2 separate regions of the Mustela erminea genome follow, and region 1 is linked to region 2. The links are chromatin contacts, called in public Hi-C maps. All regions are on one chromosome and are shown on one strand. Each heading gives the region's core, a stretch centred on a gene start, on an enhancer-like site or on the middle of the called end of the contact. The rest is flanking DNA. Distances are from core to core; before and after follow the strand shown. Region 1 holds the start of CLP1 (polyribonucleotide 5'-hydroxyl-kinase Clp1). Region 2 holds the start of SSRP1 (FACT complex subunit SSRP1).

Region 1 (4,519 bases), core at 1,520-4,019, 250 kb after region 2:
GTAGGGAAATGTGGGTAATGGGAGGCATTGCTAGCTGGGTATGAAAAAGTAGCTGGAGGGTCACCTGGGTGGCTCAGTATCTTAAGCCTCTTCCTTCTGCTCAGGTCACAACCCCAGGATCTCTTTATTAAGCAGGAAGCCTGCTTCTCCCTCTCCCACTGCCTGCTACTCTCTCTGCTTGTGCTCTCTCACTTTCTCAAATAAATAAAATTTAAAAAAACTAAATACAAGTAATTCTATTTAATCTGGGAGGATTCTGGGGTTTAAGATAAATTCTGAAAACACAGTGCAAATGCCTTGAGTGATATTACCAGAAGTCTGGAACTGAGAGGGAGAACTGGGTAAAGAAAGAAGTGTTTTCTGGGGCGCCTGGGGGCTCAGTGGGTTAAAGCCTCTGCCTTCGACTCAGGTCATGGTCTCAGGGTCCTGGGATCCCAGCCCCACATCGGGCTCTCTGCTCAGCAGGGAGCCTGCTCCCTACCCCCCCCCCGCCCCCGCCTCTCTGCCTACTTGTGATCTCTCTCTCTCTGTTAAATAAATAAAATCTTAAAAAAAAAAAAGAAAGAAGTGTTTCTGTCTGGGCAGCAGAAGAAAGAGGAAAGGTAAGTGGGGAGACGAATTTGAGGAACCATTCTTGAGGAAAACAATGGGAAGTGGGGGGAAAGGTAGGCGAGTAGTTCTTAGGGCAAGGACTGAAAGTTTGGAGGGAAAAAAAGGGGATTCCAATTAACTCAGGAAGAAAATGATCAAGGGTTTAACTGGAGAGGAGAATGAAAAAGACGTATGAGGACAGTATTCTTTGGGGGTGGGAGTGGAGATGGCAGGAACGCTTGGTGAAAGATGACAAGGAAGAAGAGAGAATGTAGGCAAGCATGCATGCTGTAAATGTTGTGTCCTCATTCTGTTTAAGGAGTGAATTGGAGGGGGCCTGGCTGGCTCAGTAGGTGGAACATGTGACTCTTGATCTGGGTGGGGGAAGGGAGTCGTGAGTCAGAGCCCCACAATGGGGGGCAGAGATTACTTTAAAAAAGGGGGGGCAGGGGGGAGTGAAATGGAGATAATCTAAAGGCAAGGAGACTTTCTTTTCCCTAAGTTCAGCTTGAGATGGATATATAAATAAGCCAAATAAATATGACCTTCAGATAATTGGGAGAAACTGCCTCGAGGGACAGAGTGTGGAGGCGAAGAAACAGATCTGGGAAATAGACTGCAGGGAAAGAGGAGAGGCTGAGCTTATTCCGGAAGAGAATTTGCAAATAGAAGCCTGGAACTGAATTTTTGAAGAGTGGTGAAAAGTTATGGGATACCTGGAAGTTCACTGGAGAACTAATGCATGTGTGGTGAATGAATGAATTCAAGCAAACCATTAAGGAATAAGCCTTGGGAAGTGAGGATGGCACTCAGACAGAATGAGTGCTAAGGCAGGGTTGGTGTGAAAGAGGCAACCCAGAAAATAATCGTCCCAGGCTTCGAGTAACCATGGGAGTTGGACTAAAGGAAGTTACTCATCCCTGAACTGGGGGGTGTTAATTATGGTATGTGCTTCATAGGACTCCTGTGAGGATTAAATGAATTTACACCTGTAAAACTCAGAGACTGTACCTGGCATCTAACACTATGTGTTTGCTCCTATAGTAACTGGACTCAGAATCCCAAATCCTGGGCTTGAGCCCTAACTTGGGCAAGTCCCTTCACCTACCTTAGTCTCCTTCCTCATCTGAAATTGGAGATAATAAAACTGACTTTATAGGTTGGCTGTGAGAGAAGATACTGGAAAAGGCTTTGAAAATTTTAAACTATTGTACAAATGGATGGCATTATTAGAGCTCCCCCTCCTCAGCCTAAAATAAAAACTTGAAAGCTAATATCAGATGCCCTGTTACACTGTGCTTAGTACTTTACAGTATCATCCCATTCAATCTTTAAAACAACTTTAAGAGGTTGGGTACTGTTATTATCCCTGTTTACAGACCAGAAACTGGGTCTCAGAGCATTTATGCCTGATTTGCCCAAAGTCACACAGCAAGAACGTGGCAAAGCAGAGCATAAGATTCCAAAGCCCAAGCTCCTGAGGATTATAGATGTGGCCCAAACTGTTGCCTGTGGAATAAATGATTGGCTTTGTAGAACTGTCAGGAATTCAGGGAGGGGAAACGAGTCACCAACAGAAATTCCCTCTCAAGAGGAGAGACATTGTTGGAAGAAATTCTTGTTGTTGGAAAAAATTTATTCTTTTAAAAAAATTTTTTAATGCCCTCTAGGTGCCAAGCGCTGTGTCAGAGAGGGAATGACAGCCCAGGTTGGCCTCCCACAGGCTGTTTTCCTCCACTTTCCCTTACTCCCAGATTCCCCCCACCGCCAGGCTTGTGGTCCAGGCAAGCAGATGGTCGTGGGACCCAGATGGCGAGCCCAACTAGCCAGCCCCTTCCCTCCCGCCAACACCCTCCTCCTCCCCCGCCTTCCCACTACCCCCCAAGGGCCTCTCCACCGCCCCTCTCTTTTCCCCGCGGCAGGTGAGCGGGAACACTGGCGCTAGAGTCCGCACAGAGCCGCGCCTCGGCAACCATTGGCTCCTTGGCGGGTCCCCGCCTCGCTCGGGGCGTAACCGCCACGCCTCCTACCCACTGCTGGCCAGCTTCGCTAACAATGACGGCCGCCGCCCCGCCCACCTTTGGCGTCACGAGCAAAACAATCCCCTAACTACAACTCCCAGAAGGCCGAGCGGCTGCGCGAGCACAGCATCCTGAGGTCATTCTGACAAAACTACACATCCCGAGAGGCATCACGCGACCGCGACTTCTCCATTGCGCAAGTGCGGAACCGCCTCTGTTTCCGGCGTTGGTCTGGGCCAGCGTGGAGTGCTGTTGGGTTTAGGTGGCGTCGGGGCTCTTCCATTTACGGGTTTGGGTTTGTGGCTGCGCAGGTGAGATAATAGGCTCGGGAATGCAACCGTCGCCCCCTTAGGGCCAGGACGGATTTCGGCGTCTGTGGGTCCCGGGACAGATCCTGGACTTAGAGCTGCGGCTCGCGGTCGGAGATCATTCTTCACTATTTCTCGGCGATTTCTAGACGACGGAGTAATTTTTTCCCTTCGGCAGTGCCCGGAACAACGCTTTGTAAGAGGAAGCCTAAGTGCCTCCAGTTGACAGCCGAGGAAGAGGTCTAGAGAGATAAGGTGATTTGTCTAACGACGGTACTTGGCAGTTGCTGAGCGGGGCGTTACTGCTCTTTTCTAAGTCCAAACTCAGTATTTTCTGCTTTGCATCCAGATTGCAGACGCCCTTTCTTGTTGATTAAGAGAGTTGGGGAGTGGACATTTGTTGCCCTCTCAAGTGGAGTATCCCCGTAGAGTGACGAAAGGAGCTATGGAGGTGATATAATCAAGTCTTAGGTCAATGTGTACAAATAATTTTATGTCTGAATCATTTATTCACTCGGTGAATTTATGAAGTGCCTTCGGGTTGTCAAGCCCTATTCTAGATACTGGAGATACAGCAGCACACCACACTGCCCAACCCTTAGATTCCGGCGGGGGTAGTCAGACAATAAACAAACACATAGTGAGACACGTAGGGAGAAAAATAAAGCAAGGTAAGGGGAACTATCCATGGGAGGATCTTGAAGAGTGTCGTAACTTCCGTTTAGATCTGATAATTAATTTGTGTTCTAGGCACAGCAGCTACACAGAAAAGATGGGAGAGGAGGCCAACGATGACAAGAAGCCAACAACTAAATTTGAACTAGAGCGAGAAACAGAACTTCGCTTTGAGGTGGAGGCATCTCAGTCAGTTCAGTTGGAGCTGCTGGCCGGCATGGCAGAAATCTTTGGCACAGAGCTGACCCGAAACAAGAAATTCACCTTTGATGCTGGTGCCAAGGTGGCTGTTTTCACTTGGCATGGCTGTTCTTTACAGCTGAGTGGCCGCACCGAGGTGGCTTATGTCTCCAAGGACACACCTATGTTGCTTTATCTCAATACTCACACAGCTTTGGAGCAGATGAGGAGGCAGGCGGAGAAGGAAGAAGAGCGAGGCCCCCGGGTGATGGTAGTGGGCCCCACTGATGTGGGCAAGTCCACAGTGTGTCGTCTACTGCTCAACTACGCAGTGCGTTTGGGCCGCCGTCCCACTTATGTGGAGCTGGATGTGGGCCAGGGCTCCGTTTCCATCCCTGGTACCATGGGGGCCCTCTACATTGAGCGGCCAGCAGATGTTGAAGAGGGATTCTCTATCCAAGCCCCTTTGGTATATCATTTTGGCTCCACGACTCCTGGCACCAACATCAAGCTTTATAATAAGGTCAGAGCCAATGTGGGATGGAGGGAAGGGCTGCTGTTAGGGTAGAAAGTTGTGCAAAAGTGTGCTAATTAAAACCGTCTATGACCATTTCGTTGCTCCCTCTCAGCTGGTATGATGGCCACATGATTTCGGAAAAGACAGCCTCAAATAGAAGTCAACCTCAGATTGTTAAACGTTTCTGTGGCTCTGTTCTTTTTTTTTTTTTTTTTAATATTTTATTT
Region 2 (4,444 bases), core at 903-3,402:
AAAACAAACCTCAAACTAAAGCACTAAGATTCTGAATCTGGACAAAGGCAATGAGCAGAAACCACCCAAAAATTCACAATGGTAGGAAACCTTCTGGAGTCAAAGCACAAGACACCCAAGGCTGAACACTGCTTAATGGCCATAATGGCCCTGCTCTGAGAGGCCAAAACTAGCAATTACATGCTTATCAAAAGAGCCCCAACTCTTTCTAGAATACGACACCAGGTGGCACAGTAAAAGGAAGTTTATGGCCACAGGACACCTCACCGATTCTCGGAAGCCGTCATACTTGTAGACATGGCCATTCTTCGTAAGCAGTTTAAGTCCGTGGCCCAGGGCGACACGGCGCCAGATGCCTTCAGTCAACTCGCCGGCCTGGATATTGTCCACTTTGCCCGTCTTACTATTCTTGAAAATGATACCCTGGCGGCTCAACCTCAGCCGGCCATCGTTCTGTTGGGAAAACAGGCCCAAATGCAAGGTTACAATACACACTGTGTCCAGGGCACAACGCCTACAACTGGGCTGGCCAGACCCTGATGCAGGACCAACAGATGCAGGAGGAGGGTGAGGAAGAAGAGACAAGCTACCAGGAAATCTGGATCCTAAAACCAAACCCGGGCATCCAAAATCCCTGCAGGTCCTAGTCTGCCCTTGGGACAGAGCCCCACGAAAGGTCCCTTTCAAACTGCAATCCTAGAACGCCTATACAGACGCTTTTTGAGTTACCATGGCTCAACTTAGAATTTTTCAATTCTATGAAGGTGTGAAAATGATACACATTTAACAGAAACCATAATTTGAGTTTTGAATCTGTTATCTTTTCCCAAGCTAGCAACAGGTGGTACAATCGTCCCCTGATGCTGGGCGGTGGCACGGAGCCACAAGCTCCGAGTCAGCCACACAATCACCAGGGCTGATCACCAGAGTCAACAACCAATACGCATACCACCCTTCTCTACCCGTTCTGTTTCACTGTTTCAGGACACTATTTAACAAATTACATGAGATGTTCAAACTTTGTTATAAAGTAGACTTTGTGTTTGATGGTGTTGCCCAACTGTACACCGATGAAAACATTGTGAACCTGTTTAAGGCTAAGCTAACCTACGATGCTCATCGGGTTAGATGTTTTAAATACGTTTTGGACTTAAACAGTATTTTCAATTCACGATGAGTTTTTGGCGATGTAACCCCGTTGGAGGGGCAGGAAGATCTGTATGCACTGCCCTTTGTTGGGGGAAACACCAACTACACATTACCCTCCCGCTCCTTTTCTAAAATAGCAACATCATCAAAGCAAGCTCTTCCTAATGGGCGAATGGTCCACTCCGCCTTCCCTCTCTCAGCCTTTACTAAAAGCCAAGATCCTTCTTACCATGGAGCCTTTCACCTCCTGATAGACGTCGTTGAACTCCAGTGTTTCCGCCATACTGATCTGCCCCTGTTGACCTCGATTGGGAGCAGGGCCCCAACTCCTGGGTGGGTGTGCGGGCACTCAGCACGTTGGGAATCTGAATTTAAGAGGGGGCTAGACAAACATCAGAGAGAACATCTCACTCGGCCCACGGATGGAGCCAGGTGGCAAGCCCTGGCGGAGCCTGGGATGTCTCAGAATCTCCTCTGCCTGGAAACCTACAGCGGGCCCCGCAGACCTCAAGAAGTCAGGCCCAGCAGGGGCTGGAGAACCCGGCTTGGAGGAGCGCTTACAGCGGGACCCGACACCGGCTCGGGGCGCTCCACCGGGCGCCATGGCAACGGGCAGCAGAACCCCGGGGCCTGACCCTCAGCCGCGCCCCGACCCAGCTCCGAGTGCAAGGCTTCCCTCCCAGCACTCCCACCGCGCCGCGGCCCTGGACCCGCGGCTTCCCCCGCCCCCTAAAATGGATTCGCCCGCTGCCCGTGGATTCGAACGCGGAACGGTCCATCTTGAGGATCCCGCGGGGGGAGCAGGGCCCGCGCCCTCTCGGGGCACAGGGCCGGCGACCACCCACCTCCTCAAGCTGCAGCCTCGCGACGGCCCAGGTGCGGGCGGTGGGCGCGCTGGGGGACGCGGGAGGGGGGGCGGGGACAAGGGGGATGGGGGGGGACGCTGGGGAAGCTTTTCCCGCGTGCGCGGCCCCGCGTCCCGCCACCGGAAGCCGTGCACGGACCACAGAGACGGTGAGCCGGCTAGAGAGTCACGAGCCCGGCCCGCCTACGAGGCGGCCTCCTAGAGCGTCAACCGCCCAGGAGGACCTGAGGGAAGGCGAGCTGTGATTCAACTCGCACCGCGTGGCACCTGAGGAGAAGATGGGAGGGTGGAGGGCTGCTTCAAAAATTACCCCTCTCCAGTGGAGGACTAGGTTCTGGAGAGAAATGCTGTAGTTCTCTCTTGTCGGGCTTCCCACGGACGCGTGCGCGTGTCTCTCCCAGGCCGCCCTGCACCGGGGTGGCCCCTGTGGGGTAGTGGAAAGGAGTCTGTGGGGGCGAGAAGACAAACATCGCGCGCTGCGGAGAGACACGAGCCGCCCGCACGCGGGGTGCCGGCGTCACGGTGACTGTCCTAGTCGCCCCGGCGCCCAGACACTTCACTTCGGAAACCGCGGGGTCGGGGAGGCCTGGAGGAAGCTGGCGGATGGCGGGGTCAGGTTCCCGCGCTCGAGGCGGTGCCCTCAGAGCCCGCCCGGATTCGAAACCTGGAGGCCCGCCCAGGAGAGGTGTTTGAGGGTGTCCGCCCCAACCTGCCTTTGCAGATGGGAAAACAGAGGCCCAAAGAGGATGTGCCCAGGGCCCCAAGTCTCCTTGCCGCCCTCCTCCCCCAGTTCTCTGTCCTAACCACGGCGATCCGCATCCAGAACGATGGATGGTACCTGTCCTGCGTGAAGACATTAGAGCAGAACTTTTTTTTTTTTTTTAAGAGTTTATTTCTTTATTTGACAGAGCACAAGCAGGGGGAGCAGCAGGCAGAGGCAGGGGGAGACGCAGGCTTCCCACAGAGCGGAGAGCCCCAGGCGGGGCTCCAGCCCAGGACTCTGCGGTCAAGACCCCAGCCAAAGGCAGATTCTTAACTGACTGAGCCACCCAGGCGCCCCTAGGACAGAATATTTAAATTCAAGACTTCCCTGACAATCTGACTTAGTTATACCCGCTTGCTAACTGAGCCCTGGGATAAGAGGCGGCCGGCCGGAAGGCTGTGCTGCTCCCTGACCTCAGCACTTCAACCTCTGGGAATTAGCTGTTCTAGCACCGGCCCGTAACATGCATTCACCCGGATTCAGTAACTAGGGATTGAGCTCCCACTCAATTCTAGGATTTGAGGAAACTAGGAAACAAGACAGAAACAGCCCCAGCCTTCCAGGAGCATGTTCTCAAACGAAAGATTCAGAGAAGTAAACTCCCAGGAAAACAAAGCTGGGGCATTGCAAGGGCTTTTAAGGAGAGCATGAAAGCCGCTGGTGAGCCGGGATGGAGATGCAGCATAAGAGAACGGAACAGAAAGGGTAGACAGAGTGCAGATAAAACATGACTCCCAGAGGGCCCTAGCCGGTTGCATCCCAGGCAATCAGGAGCCGGGGATTGGAGACCCCACCCCTGCCGTGACATCACAGGGAAGTGGGGTGGAGACGAACAAAAAGGGGGTCCCCCGCCCTGGCCTTGGACTCTTGACAGCCCAGAGTGCCAAGGGTAGAGAGAGCCTGGGCACTGAGCAAGGGTTGCCTGACTTAAAAGAACAGGCTCCCCATTCCTCAAGCCTCCTCCAAGCTGTCCCCTCCAGGCTTTGATCTCTGTCTCCCTGTCCCTCCTGAGGCCACCATTGGGTCCCTTCTGAGTGACCCCTGAGTGCTCTTTCAGCATGAACTGCGTGTCAGATTTCTTCACCTACGAGACCACCAAGTCAGTGGTTGTGAAGAGCTGGACCATTGGGGTCATCAACCGGGCAGTCCAGCTTTTGATCATCTCCTACTTCGTGGGGTGAGTCCTGGGGCCCTTTGGGTCCTAGCAGGGGAGGGCTGCCGGGTGTCCCGTCAGGGTTGCTGTCCAGCTGCCTGACCTTCTCCTCTCTTCGAGGAAACAGTCTCTACCCTGGAGTCCAAGGACTGGATTCTGCCACCCCCATCAGGGATCTGGTCCCCACATTAGTTCCTTTCCCCAGTAAATCCTCTGGAGTCAGAGAGTGGTTTCTAGGCACACACCCCAAGGACTGGAATCCTTGCCCTGGTGCCAGCCTCCACCAGGAGAGGTCCCAAGTGACCATCTCCCCTCTCCCTTCTTCCCTGCTCCCCCAGAGAACAAACCACCCTCACATCTTCCCAGTCTCCTCAGCCAAAGCTTTGGGGTCTCACAAAGATGAGGGAGCACAGGAAAGGGGAAGGGAAGGCACTAGCATGAGGGAGACAGCATGGGTCGATCAGGGCACGGTGGGGTGGGAAGGAGAGAACTGGACTGCTTTGGAACGAGGGAT

What was found. Hi-C and Micro-C count contacts between places; a contact is called where the count stands out from the background.
Region 1: a Hi-C map of fibroblasts shows a contact between it and region 2, with 5 times the contacts expected there. The contact joins the promoter of CLP1 here to the promoter of SSRP1 in region 2. A contact is called at or near these places in 2 of 3 Hi-C or Micro-C datasets (fibroblasts and skeletal muscle).

Annotation. Positions count from the first base shown.
Region 1 is chr9:101,380,229-101,384,747 of mMusErm1.Pri, forward strand. CLP1 (polyribonucleotide 5'-hydroxyl-kinase Clp1) reads left to right here and starts at 2,770. Exons shown (of 3, transcript XM_032359103.1): 1 at 2,770-2,923; 2 at 3,671-4,298. The coding sequence starts at 3,693.
Region 2 is chr9:101,126,248-101,130,691 of mMusErm1.Pri, forward strand. It overlaps SSRP1 (FACT complex subunit SSRP1), which reads right to left and starts at 2,153. Exons shown (of 17, transcript XM_032356520.1): 1 at 1,995-2,153; 2 at 1,379-1,514; 3 at 268-453. The coding sequence starts at 1,432. P2RX3 (P2X purinoceptor 3) reads left to right here and starts at 3,039. Exons shown (of 12, transcript XM_032359012.1): 1 at 3,039-3,954. The coding sequence starts at 3,836.